Linked DNA regions of Arachis hypogaea: region 2 is linked to region 1. The links are chromatin contacts, called in public Hi-C maps. All regions are on one chromosome and are shown on one strand. Each heading gives the region's core, a stretch centred on a gene start, on an enhancer-like site or on the middle of the called end of the contact. The rest is flanking DNA. Distances are from core to core; before and after follow the strand shown. Region 1 holds the start of LOC112702351. Region 2 holds the start of LOC112702359.

Region 1 (7,019 bases), core at 1,090-3,589:
CAGTATTTTAATAATTTTTTAATCATTAATTTTAGTTATAAAATATATATAATATATATAATTAAAATTAATAATTAAAAATCACTAGTACAACGATACACTTGCAAATCTTACTATATATTGGCATAAATTCAATAAGAAGGACACCCGGTAACCGCACTAATGAACCCTAAACAGAAAGCCTTTCTACCTGCATCATGTCATTCATTAATGCCACGTGGCAGGCTCTCCCTTTGCATGCAAAAGCCATTCATGGCACACATATGATTCCTGTTTTATTTTTTATTTTCCGTACTGCATAATAATATATATTATGTGGTATGGTATCATCAAATTATCATTTTTCAGTTTTAAATTAAGTTTGATAATAAATTCCTCACTTTTTAAATAAAAAATTGTTTATATAATTAAAATTTAATTTATAAATTAATTATTATGTATTTATATATTTTTTAATTAATAGTTAATTATTGGAATAATTAAATTTATAATATAATAACATAGTATTTTTTATAAAATACAAAATATATATTTTTATATACAGTTAATTAGTATTTAGTAGTAGTTGATTTTTAATGTATATATTTTGTAATTGTTTTTAAATATTTATAATAATTTATAAATATCAGGCACTTAAATTTGCTATAGCTCATGTGTATAAATCGAATGCCCTATTTTTGTTATATCATAAGGTTGATCTAATTTCATACGGTATGCATGTAATGTAAATTAAAAGACTTGATCAGATAATTTATAATCTTTTAAAGATATAATTATTTATATTATTTTTTTATTCGTTTAAATTTGTAGGTGAAGTGATTTAATTTCATGACATACATATATGTTTTTAATGATTTTCACAACCAAGAAGAAGTGACTCACTTTTTCACTTCATAAAATCGCACATTATATCAATCAACCCGAAACCCAAACTTATATTGAATGTACATTTCACTTTCAGATTTTTTTAATTGTATTGAATAAATGGATAGGTATTAAAATCAGAAATTTAGACTTGTCCAAACTTAATTGTAACACGCATGAGAAATTCATAGTATCATCATTCATCAAGATTAATACTAGTAGTATATAGTGGAGTACATTGTACTGCGTGCTACTCTTTTAAGTGATCATGAAGTTCAATCCGTTTACTTCCCTAGGAATCAATAGATATTTTTTGGTAAGCGCCGAGGTATTTATTAATTAACTTATCCTCTCAAAAACACAGAAAAAAGGAAAAGAAAATTGTAAATTAATGAGGTCAAAAGAAGAAAATAATCAACAAAGACGAGTAATAATGGTTCCAAATTCCAAAACCAATGTGTGAACCTGATATGTGTTCAGTGTCGTCTTCTTTTCTTCACTGCGCAGCAATCCCTTTCAGGCTTTCACAATGCTCTCTCCTTTTAATTTCCTCACTTAAATAATTTAGGTTTGCATTTCCATTATGTTTATATAGATAGAGATCGATATATAAAAATAAAAAGAAGAAATGGATATTTTTTTTTAAAATATTTTAGTCATAATTTTAAGAAATATATAAAAATAAAATATATATCTTTGAACAAGAAAAATTGTGTATCTTAATGATTTAGTTCTTTTATCTTTATATTTATGTTTCAAAGATAATATTAATATGACGATATATATCTGTATTTGTATCCATATATTTTTCTCTCTTACACGAAGTAAATCCATATTTTTCTTCATTAAGAACAATAATATTTGAATTTATCTGTTACAACAAAATATAAACACTAGCTTTTATTTATTTATTTATCATCTATTTCGCATGAAATTAATCTTTGACCTCTAATATACAAAATAAAATAAATAATTAAAATCATAATAGATTATATTTAATTAAAAAAAATCAAATATTATTATGGTTTTATTACATAGAATTTGGCGGAATATTGACTCATTTGAGTCATTAACTTCATTTAATCATGTGATAGGACAAAAAATTGTGACAAAGAACAAATAAGTACTAACTAGTTAATATGACTTTAAATATACTCAATTCTCAATGTTAATTTTCTTAATATTAAAAAGAAATATCAGATAATTAATTTTTTTAAATTATTGAATATGTACACAAATAAATCTCTAAAACATTTTTGTCTACAAAAAATTTTTTTACATTGAGATTTTTAAATTTTATAAAAATAAAATAAATAAGTCCTTCTATGTAAAAAAAAAGAGTCTAACTAACATAGAAGTAATTAATATAGAAATGTACATGTTAATGAAATGTTGATTGAATTGATTAAGAGGTAAAATAAATAGAGTTTGAGTTGATAATATAAATAGATTTGAATGGCACCGCCCTATTCCACCATTGACAGAGAAGGCATGGAAAGAGCTTCAGAAGTAGCCTCCTCTATGGACTAATCAACAAATATCAAAACACTGAACGAGGCATCTTCAAGCCCCAACCACCTAACACTTACCCACAACAAGTCTCCATCTCTCTTTCCCTCTTCCCATCACACCCAAACAACAAACCATTCCCCTCCTCGAACTATTCACCCTTCCCTCACACTTTTTAAAGCTTCAATTTCAGTCACCAACCAATGGAAATTTCTAACCCTAACGATCCCCAAGAAACCAAACCCACCGCCACCACCGCCTCTATCCCCACTCTTTCTCAAACACCTAACACCAGCAGCAGCAGCAGTGATAATAATAACCCCCCTCACAATAATAACCGCAAGTGCAAGGGAAAAGGTGGACCTGACAACAACAAGTTTCGTTACCGCGGCGTCAGGCAGCGGAGCTGGGGGAAATGGGTGGCGGAGATAAGAGAACCGCGCAAGCGGACCAGGAAGTGGCTCGGAACATTCGCCACCGCCGAAGATGCCGCCAGGGCCTACGACCGTGCTGCTTTGATCCTCTACGGTTCTAGGGCACAGTTGAATCTGCAACCCTCGGTTTCCGTCAATTCTAACTCTTCTAATTCTTCGTCTCGTGGCGGTTCTTCTTCTTCTTCTTCCTCCTCCACTCAAACGCTTAGGCCTTTGCTTCCTCGCCCTTCCGGGTTCACCTTCTCATCCGGTTCCCGGTTTCCCGTTGTGTTTAACGGCCTCCACAATAACAATAATAATAATAACTTCTCTGCTGCTACAGCCTCGGGTTTCGTGCCATTTGGGGTTTTCCCTTTTAGTAACGGTAATAATAACAGTGTTGTTGCACCACCACCGGTGCAGTTTCATCATCAGTATTCACCACAAGTGCTGCAAATTCAGCAGCAGCAACAGCTTCAACAGCAACAACAACACTGTCACCATCGTCACCAAAAAGTCGAAGAATCAGGTGGAACAACTTCAATTAGGTTAACCTCGCATCAGAATAATAATAATAATAATAATAATAATCATCCTTCGGGTTATGTTCATCATCCTCATCAAGAGAGTTGCATGGTTATGGAAGAAGAAATAGTGAATCATAGTAATAATAATAATAACAATCTCGTGGTGGATTCAACATTGTCTTCCTCAGAGGTTGGAGCAGATGCAGCGGTGGATCCGGATCCGGATCAGGATCGGGATCCAGAACCGGGTATCGGATCTATGTGGTCTTCGTTGACGGAGGAGGAGTATCCAGTTAGCTTGTGGGATTACAATTACAATGATCCATACTTTAGTTTGAATTTTGAAGAAATTTGATGGTGCATGCAGTAGCTTCATTCAGCTTCATTATTGATTTTGTTAATTGAAGTCAAATTACAACATAGGTACTCTTAATAGTCGATCGAATCGATTGATCTGAGTTTTATATAGTGGATTAGAAAGTATAAAGTGTGGGTAGAAAGGAACCCAAAGTTCAAGGTAGTTGTGAATAATTTCTGGTGGAATAATTTATCTGGATAAACCCTAGGATTGTGATTTGATTGAAGGTCAGTTTTTTCTTCTTCAAGCTCTTGATGATTTACAATAGTAGTTATTATTTGTTTATTTATTTATTGTTTGATTATTTCTGGATTTTTTTAATTTAATTTGCTTTGTAGAACATGTGTGTTTAGTGCGGTAACTTGTTGATTTGTGTTGTTTTAAATTTAGATTGTTAGCTATAGAGATTTAAGAGAAGCAATTTTCGGTTACATGTTAGCTATTTTTTATTCAAAATTGTTTTTAGAATTTTAAGATTTAAATTTTTTAGTTTAGAATTTATGGCTAACAGTGTAGGATTTAAGAAATAAATTAAAGATAAATATTTTTTTTTTAGAAAATTGGCTTAAATTGGTTGGAAAAAGTAAGCTTCCTACAATACTCATAGGATCATATTCCTCTGGGTTTTACCTGGTTCGACAAAAAATATTTATTTGACTGCTACTACTGAAATTGAAATACTAGTTGGAGACGGCATATAAATAATGTAGAAGGGAAAATTAAATGAGCTGTTTTGGTCTGCATGCTAATTGTCTTGTAGTATAGTTTATTCTGTTGATATGGTTTTATAAAGGTTTTTCATCAAGCTACAGGTTTAGGTATTCATTTCTTTTTTGAGCATTAGTTAGTTCTAAAGAGATGATTAAATAGAATATTAGAATTGCATGACATTTGAAGTCCTCTACGTGGGGGCCTTTCATGATTTTGGTGTAGTTACTATTTCATCATTTGGTTCATAAGTTGGGGAGAATTTCAAGTGTACTAAATATATCCGTGTTCTAATAATTTCAAATGTTGATCTTAATTATAAGAGTTATATATAATATATATTAATTAAAACAGGTAAGATTACTAGAATACCAGTGTATCAGGTTACATTTGAAAACTTTTCCATCAGTTATACATCACAATGTTGTAGCTTATACATGTTGACCATCCATTTGGTACTGTTTAATTTACACTGTAGTCTCGAGTTTTAGTTGCGGTAAAATTCAATTTGATATATAGGTTAATGATAATGTTTGGTACATAATATTTAAAATTATTTTATATTCATTATATTTAAAATTATATAATTATTTTAATAATAATTAATGAATATTATATAAAATAATTTTAGGCTACGAGTTGTCTCAAATATTATTGATAGGTTAGTTACTCATCTTTTGGCTATCGCTTAGTGTCTTATTGAGTATTGAGAATTGAGATTCATACTATCTCTATTTGATCATTGAAATGCCTTTGAGTATTATTCTAATGCCTTGAGAGTATTATTCTAGTCTTGTAATATCGAGTATTGATATTTGAGATTCATACTATTTCTATTTGATCATTGAAATGCATTTGAGAGTATTATTCTAATGCTTTTGAGAGTATTATTCTAGTCTCATGAAATCGGTAACTATCATGCCACGAATTAGCCGAACTTTTATTTTGCTAATTTTTTTAAAGGTTTTTAAAACTAATAATAATAATAATAATAATAATAATAATAATAATAATAATAATAATAATAATAATAATAATAGTTTAGCATTGTGTTAGAATTTTTTTTCGCAAATTTAAAATATTATTAGATAAAAGCATATAAATTATATATAAGAAAAGGATTTCAACCTGTTATAAACTACGACACGTAAGCTTTAAGGCTGCGTTTATAAAGACATGGATAAAGATATTGAATTAGTGTAATTTGTGTCCATCTGGAGACACTAATAAGGGATATAATTTATTTTTTATTTTTTTATTATTTTTATTAATTTTTTATAATTATATTTTTTATTATTATATTTTTTTATCTCAAATTGTTTGAATGAAAAAAAAGGAGAATAAATTGAAGATTTTTATAATTTGTTCTAATTAATCATCAAATAAAATATAAGAATAAAAAATTTTGTATCTCTGTTCATCAATATTTTGTTCTCAATATTTTATCTTATTCTATTCTTAGAAACAAATACAGCCTAAGTGACAGGTGACCTTTTAGTTTGTTAGTAACTTTGTACCTAATCCTTAATCGTTCATGTATACAATTAAAATAAATATATAAAGTTGCATTTATTTACAAAGACCAGACATAGAAATAGAGATATAAGAATACAAAAATATAACTGAATTAGTATATTTTGTATTTATTCTGATAGAAAGAACTTAAAAATAATAACAACGGATATAATTTATTTTTTATTTTTTTATTATTCTTATAAATTTTTAATTTTATTTTTTATTATTATATATTTTTTAAAATTTTTTGAATTAAGAAAAATAAAAATAAATTATATTTTCATAATTTATTTTAGTTTATTATTAAATAAAATACAAAAATACAAAATTTTATGTTTCTATTCTTAAAAATAAACGCTGCTTAAGATACTAACTTTTAATTGATTGATTAATATTAGTTAATTTATAATTTTTTTTAATTTTTATTTTTTTAAAAATTTAGAATTTTAAAATTTATAATATAGAATTTAGAATAAATAATTTTTTTGATAAAAATAATTTTTATTGAAAAAAAAATTCCTTAGATTAACTCAAATATCTAGTACCTCCTAAATTTGGTTGGTTTATATACCAATGCCTTAAATTTTAAAATCAATTCAACCAATTCATTTCATTCCTTACTAGCTACTTGTTTCTCTCTATCTATTTTCGATTTCATCATTACAAACAGTCTCTGGTACCTGTTATGATACATTGGTACCAAAGCTATAAAGATCCGTGGAGATACCTCAATCCACTTCTTGCATTGCTAAAGCTTTCAAAAGCTCTACGGCAATCATTTCAGTATCAAATCCAACATCCATTATTAGACTTGATGAACACAAAAATGCAAGCTTTGGTTTACTTAAAATCCAACAAGAAAATTTTGAAATAACGACCGAATTTGGCAGAGAATTCGCAGGGAATGAAAAATTTGAGGAAATCGAACCGCTATGTCAGGCCTGTGTGTTATCGTTACCACTATTTAATCAAGGTTTCCAAAATATTTAAATGCAAAACACTTTGTTTTGTGTCAAATACGTTCTTGTTTTGACATGTTAATAGATAATATTTTTTTTATTGTGTTATGATTTTATTAATTCTATTAGAATATTAAAGAGTACTGAGAGTAGAAAAAAAATATAT
Region 2 (7,291 bases), core at 2,212-4,711, 150 kb after region 1:
ATTGGGTAGCCATAGAAATAATTTTATTTCGTTTCATACAACTGTAATACATGGTAGAAAGTATATTGCATTAATAATGATAAGATTGCGAACTCACCCAATTTACAAATAGTAGAAGCGTCTTAGTTAAAATATGACAAATTAACGTTTATACAAAGGTAGTATATGAGTTTCCACCGATGTTTTATGAGTTACTTTTTTAATTTTTTTGGTGTTCACGATATCATATATTCTGACCGGTTATGGATTAGGATTGTATTTAAGGGTTTGTTCTTGGTTAATAAATTATTGTATACATAAGGTGGAATTTAAATTTTCAATACTTACTTAAATAGATGAATTAGCTAATCACTTGAACAATCCAAATTAATTTTTGAGTTATTTTACGTCAAGTATTTCCTTTAAAATAACAATGTCAAAAAATTCAAATGACCAATTACTGAAGTAAGTTTGAACTTCTTAAATCACCTGGCCATAATACTCTATCACCAAATAACATACCTTCTAAATTTTCCATGAAATGTATGTTTGAATGGGATTTTCTTCACATCGGTTAATAGACGTATTAACCATACCACCAAAGGCACCAATAGATATAAAACCAAATATCAAACATACCACTATATATTAAAAAAAGACTATTATATATAGCTGAAATTTTATTTAGGCATTGTTAAGTGCCATTAAGAGGACTCAACAAATATTTAATAACAAAACAATCAAGGTGTACACAAAAAATTAATTATTGAAGAATACATATTGAAAGTAGAATGCACAATAAAAATAAATAGAACAGTATATGTAGAGAAATGCTAGATGGCGAATATAAGTTATTATTTTTTACTAGCAATTAGTCATTAATATTTAAAAATATAAATTAAAAGTATATTGATGAATTACTAGACTAAAAAAATTGGATTAATGACTAAAAATATTGACAAAAAAAAACAAACTTTGAACATTTCTCGTATATGTATTTATACATAAAAACATAGTGACTAATTTGATAAATGATTTTTGTGCACTTGCAATGCTCCATATTTCTAAAACCAAATTCAAAGTTTTAAATTTCTAATACAATAAACAACCATAATCCTAAAAGGATATTTTAGTTTTTTAAAAATTAACTAAAATGATATCTTCCTCTATTCCATTTGGTTGAACAACCTGTTATTGTGGAGAAAGGTGGGTGCTTGTGACTTTCACAACTACAAAGAATTTTGAACGCAGGTTTTGAGATCGTGTTAAGTATGGGATAAGTAAAAAATGTTGTGTTTGTTGTGCAGTGTTAGTTTTAGGGTATTTTTGTTTGTTTTCCATGATATGTTTCAGTCCTTCAACATAGATTGAAGCTTTATTTTTTTTTTTGGACATACACATTTACACACACTAAATTGAAGCTTCATTTAAGATATTTGTACCTAACTAGTTGTCTTTTCTAAAGTACATTAGAGAAGAGTTAACCCCACAAAAAAATTGATGCCCTAATTGAAGACCACAGAAAATATTTTCTACGAACCCCATAAATCTTACCATGGCAACAACCCTGTATCTGCACGTTCCCATGTCTATCCACCTTGGTTGCATGCACTATTGATCAGAAAAACAAAAACATAGGTTTGTGTACCATTTGTTTTTCACAAAAATAATATAGAAACGAAAAACAATTAGGCCACACAATTTAAATTTACCTTATTTAATTACAAGATACATTAAATAAAATTTAAAAAAATAAATTTTTGATTAATGTTTTTTTGTTACAAAATATTTACATGTACCAAATCAACATCCGTGAAGACCATAACACAGCAATCTTTTCCTTCATAGGCAAAATTGATCCACAAACTACCTCCAATGCATTCACTAAGATGAAGCCCGAAGAAAACAAAAATGATAACCGACGTAATAATGTTAATGTTGGGGTGAATAAATTAATCCCCACATGTGCATCTTCGTTAGTGATCACAATACTTTACTTAAAAAAAAAAACTATCTTAATACGATAGATACTTGTAAAAAAATTAAAAGTCTGAGTATCAAAGTCATAACAATGAGGTAGTATCCGTAATGGAGTGATTCAAAATCTACCATTACATTGACTAATATCATCATCCTAACTAAACAAATAAAAAACTAGGCATCTAGGCAACGGTTATTGAAAGGAATGAGCAAGAAAGTAAAATACAAATGTATACATGAAAAGAAGGAAAAGAAGAAAAGATATACATTATTAATATGTTTGTCTATTAATTAAAATTTTTTACTAGGTGGATCAGGGTCAAAGAGTGGTTGAGCCTTTTGTAAGCTTTGAATGTATCTCCTAACCTCTTCTGCTATCATGGGCCGCATCATCTTCATCAACCATGCATGCTCGCCGTACGGATTGACTTCCTCCTCCTTCCGCCACACTCCCTCTGCGCCCAAAGGCTTCTCTCCGGGCGGGAGCAAACTCAGTGTCGTCACGCCGCCTTCTTCTTCTTCTTCGGCCTTCCGCTTTTGGCGAACCTCCTCCTCCGCGTGACTGTCGACGGCAACTGCCGCCAAACACGGCTTCTTGATGAAATTCTGTGGCAACTCTAACTGCTCGCCCTTGCGCTTTTGGCAAACAAATGTTGGACTGAAATCTGATGACGACGACGTGGCGGCAGAAGAGAATCCGGATAATCCTCCGCTGGTGGAGGCGTCGGTGGCTGCCGCGGAGGGGAATCCGGCGCCGGAAAAGGCGACGGTTACACCTTTACGGCGTCGGAGGGTGGAGTTCCAGTGGTTCTTGATAGCGTTGTCGGTGCGGCCAGGAAGGAGTCTGGAGATGGTGGCCCACTTGTTGCCGTGTACGGCGTGAGCCTTAAGGATGATTTCGTCCTCCGCAGGGGTGAACGGTCGGTGCTGAACGTCGGGGCTGAGCTGGTTGCACCACCGCAGTCGGCATGACTTTCCCGATCGGCCCGGTATCCCGTTGCTTATGACGGACCAGTTCCGTGCTCCGTGCTGCGCCACCAGCTTCAGAAGCGTTGCATCCTCTTGAGGAGTCCATGACCCCTTGATTCGATCTGCTTCTTCGTCAAATTTGGTGTTGTCTTGGATCATCATCGCAACCTGTTCGATGAAATTCCAGAATGAGATTAGTATGGTATATATCTGTTAATACCAAAGATAATTGGTAGAGTTGGAGTTGGCATTGAACCTTGAACAGCGCTTTTCTTTTGGATGATTTAGTTTGGGGCATGGGAGTTTTAAAACATGTTAGTTATTTTTGGAAGAGGAATGGGTTTTAGATGGTTAGGGAGATTCATAATAATGGGAGAGGACGTTATAACTGCCGCACTCTTTTCTAACTGACTCAAATAACGCCATTTCCTATAAACTAGAAACTCTAACAAGCTTTGGAGATATACATATTACATACGTCATGTTAATTAATTTTAATTAGTTGGGATGAATAACATTTTTCAAGACTGTGGCAGTTAGGATGGACTATTCTTCACTTTCTATATACATTATATTAATTTACTTTGACTATGTAATTCCTATTTTGTTTGGTGCATAAATGGGATTTAATTGTTGTATTTATTCTTGATGTGTGTGAAAGGAAGGAGGCTAACTAACTGATGGGTAGGTCAAAGTGGAACATGAGGGTGGGAACGGTCATCGGTTATTAAAGTGTAGGAATATATGGTTATGACTAAGGGGATTGATGTGTTTCTAAGGATGTAGTAACTGCATGATTTTGTTGCAGTTAGAGATGCACAACAGTACAGAGTACATACTGGGGATAAGAACATATTTTAAACTTCAAAAATAAGTTATTTTTCAGTTATTCTCTTATTTCCAATTTTATCCTCCATATATTTAACTATTTTCATAACAGATCATGTCACATATTTAATTATGAAAAATATTACATGTACAAATTTTTTTTTTGTAAATTGAACTAACTCTAACCAAATTAGAAGTAAAATTTGGTTAGATGAAATTACCCAATCATTAACAAAAGTATCTAATTAAACTTTAAATAAAATTATCTTTTATATTTATTAATAACAAAATATATTTAAAATATTTTAAATTATAACAAAAAATAATTTTGTTAGAAGTGACAAAAAAATTGAAAAGTTTTTCTATTGATAAAAAATTTCAATCAGTATAAGATCACCAAATTTTAAAAATAAAATATTTTATTTTTTAATTATGTTTGTAAAATATTTAATTGAAATCCTATGATTGTCACATTAAGTTAAAAAGATTATTATATTGTTTAATTTAATTTTAATGAGTATATATTTTGTATTTTGATATATATTCTATACTAATGACTTATGTTATGAATTACCTGAAAATAAATCACAGGATCCACAGTTTCTCTATTGGTTCTTCATGGTGGTTGGCTTCACAATTCTGATCTGAGTTAAAATTGATCTGAGTTAGAATTTTAAGGATGTGTTACCTGAAGAAGCATGTGACTCTCCTTTATATAGGTTCAATCAAGGTATTTTATCTTCTAGTTGGTTCGGAAGTAATTAATATTAATATTTAAATTTAAATATCGGTTGATGACATGCCGACTTGTCAAGTACCAGAACGGTTGGGCCTGAGGAACCAGCTGGACTTTGGGGTCAAGTTCTCTTGGCCTCTTGGGTTCGAAATTCGGATTCATAAGTAATAACTTATTTTAATAATTAATTTTAATGTAGATCTAATATAGTTTAATAGAAATTTCATAATGGAATGAGAAAGAGATTCTGAAAGTGGAATTAGAAATATTTCAAGTTTAACTAACTCAAAGGAAGGAAGATTTTTTTTCGTGGTCTTTTTCCGTGAACTCATTTATTTTGTAGCTACTAGCTAGAGACTAGTAGAGAGAAGGTTAGTTATATGAAGATGAGAGCAGGGCAATTTGGTTTTGTAGTCTTGTAGTATATGGGCAGTGACAGATTTAAAAAAATTTTGTAACGGAAGTAAAAATATAATAAAATTTAGGTATAAATATTTTTTTTAGACTTTTTATAATACTCAATATGTTTAGGATTATTCTATTATGAATTTGAATTTTATTAAGAGTTTGTAATTGGTTAAAAAGTCACTACATATACAAGATAGAATTCAAACTCTCAATACTTACTTAGGTGGATAACAACTAAGCTGATCACTCGACCAATTTAAATTTGTTTAAATATATTTAAAATTTTAAATTATAACTATCTATACATATTGATAAAAACTAAAAATATACACATAATTACTTATTATAGTATTTAAAATAATAAAAAAAATAATTTTACACCCATAATATAATATTCAGAATAATAAAAACAATAATTTATAATGCCTTTCTTTTTATTTTTAATATGATAATATTAATTTTTATATATATTTTTAAAAAATTAATTTATTTTTTATTATCTCATATTTAAATATTTAACTGTTAGGTCTATTTAATATAGTATTTATAGTATAATAAATTTTTTAACCAAAATAATTACTATAATCAAGATTATTTTAATAATAAATATTAATATAATATATTAATAGATAGATAATATATTTTTTATCTTAAATAATTTTAAAAAATTATTAATAATTTAAGTTGTATTTAATTAAAAAATTAAATTTTAATTTAATTATTAACTAATTAACTAATATAATAAAATTAATTATTATTTTTAAATTTATTTATTTATTTTTTATTATTATATGTTAAATTTTAAAAAAAATTAACATAAAACAGAAGAAAATTATTTATATTTTATTTTGAGATAAATATAATATAAAAAAGTAAATATATATATATATATTATTTTTTAAAAAATTTTGACGAGGCAAATGTCCTCTTTGTATTGCATGTAGGTCCGGCCGTGGGTATATGAGTGGGTGGGTGGCTAGGTGGCATAGTAAAAATCTAAAAATGTGTTTGGATAACTATAAAACTTTAATTGTTAAATTTCATTTCTTATTATTTATTTTTTTTTTTTTGTTTATTTTTAAGTGATAGATTTCTTCAATATATTTTTTGCTCGTGGTTTTTTTTCCCTCGCCAACGTTACTTATAACGAAAATTGAGTAGAAAGAAGGTTGAGGTATATATATGGACATCAAATTGCATGGCAAATTTGGGGTCATGTTCAATGGTTTACTAGCTAGTAAGGTGGGGTTGGAGTTGTTTTAATTTATATTATTTGTTCAGGACTTGAGGTATCTAAGTATCTTTGTATTCTTTAAATACAAAAGTATAATATCTTTTCATATAGGTATCCATCATATCACATTATTACTATGGGATCAAATCAGCTAACCATGCTGTTCAAACCCGTCGTCTTAAATTTATGATAAATAACGAGTCTTGCTTCGACCGGCACTCGCTAACATGCTGTTAATGTTTTGTACCATGAAAAAGATGGGTACGTACAACGGTTACGTAATATATGAATAATTAAAAAAAAAATAAGTCAATAACACACTAAACTATTAATAATTAAGAGGAATGCACTCAGATAAAGACGTTAAAAATATTTTTTTTTAAAGATATTTTTTATTAATCAAAAGTTAACACATATAATTCATTAAGTTATGTTATTTTTTGTCAAAGTTAAAGTTAAACAAATTAATTTAAACGAAAAAATAGTGAATCAAATCTTGAATCGGTCTAAATTAATATTATTTTTTAGTTACTAAAAAACATCTTTAAAAAAAAAGGACGTTTTAGACGTCTTTATCTAAATGCCTCTTCAATTAAGATTGATCTAGCAGTGAAGGAGTGAAGGGTTGAATATATAGTATATTTGAAATCCTAAATTTCTCATCGTCATAACAAAAAAAAACAAGAAACAAAAAACTAAACACCTTTTAGTATACACAAATTTATTTAGGTTTTGAAAATATTAATTTTAAAGAAGAAATTAAGATTAGAATTGTTTAATTTTTGTGTAAAGCATAAATTTAAAACTCTGAAAAAATTATTAGAAATTCTAACTTATTTTCTTTTATCTCTAAATAAATAATTTTTTAATTTTTTATTTTTTAATGTTTTAAAAAATTATGTATTTAAATTTTTGTTCATTTAAGTATTAGCGGAATAGTAAGAAAGATAAATTAGATTTTCAAATTATTGCTCTTTCTATGTAAACTATATAAGAGAGTACGTCGTTCTTAACTTTAGGGAAATAATTTGTTATTATCTTCTGTGGATGTGTATTTTCTATTTTGGATTAACTAATACTCAGTTTGGATATCCAAAAGAGTTAGAGCGCATAGCCTATCCCTAAAACAATTGTGTATACAAATTAAAAAAATTATT

Evidence for each region. A called contact is a pair of places that touch in the nucleus more often than the background predicts.
Region 2: a Hi-C map of an unstated tissue shows a contact between it and region 1, with 5 times the contacts expected there. The contact joins the promoter of LOC112702359 here to the promoter of LOC112702351 in region 1. A contact is called at or near these places in 3 of 8 Hi-C or Micro-C datasets (leaf and an unstated tissue).

What each region holds. Positions count from the first base shown.
Region 1 is chr7:8,861,954-8,868,972 of arahy.Tifrunner.gnm2.J5K5, forward strand. LOC112702351 reads left to right here and starts at 2,340. Exons shown (of 1, transcript XM_025753348.3): 1 at 2,340-3,975. The coding sequence starts at 2,577. The coding sequence ends at 3,668.
Region 2 is chr7:9,008,503-9,015,793 of arahy.Tifrunner.gnm2.J5K5, forward strand. LOC112702359 reads right to left here and starts at 3,462. Exons shown (of 2, transcript XM_025753352.3): 1 at 3,185-3,462; 2 at 2,035-3,096. The coding sequence starts at 3,226. The coding sequence ends at 2,251.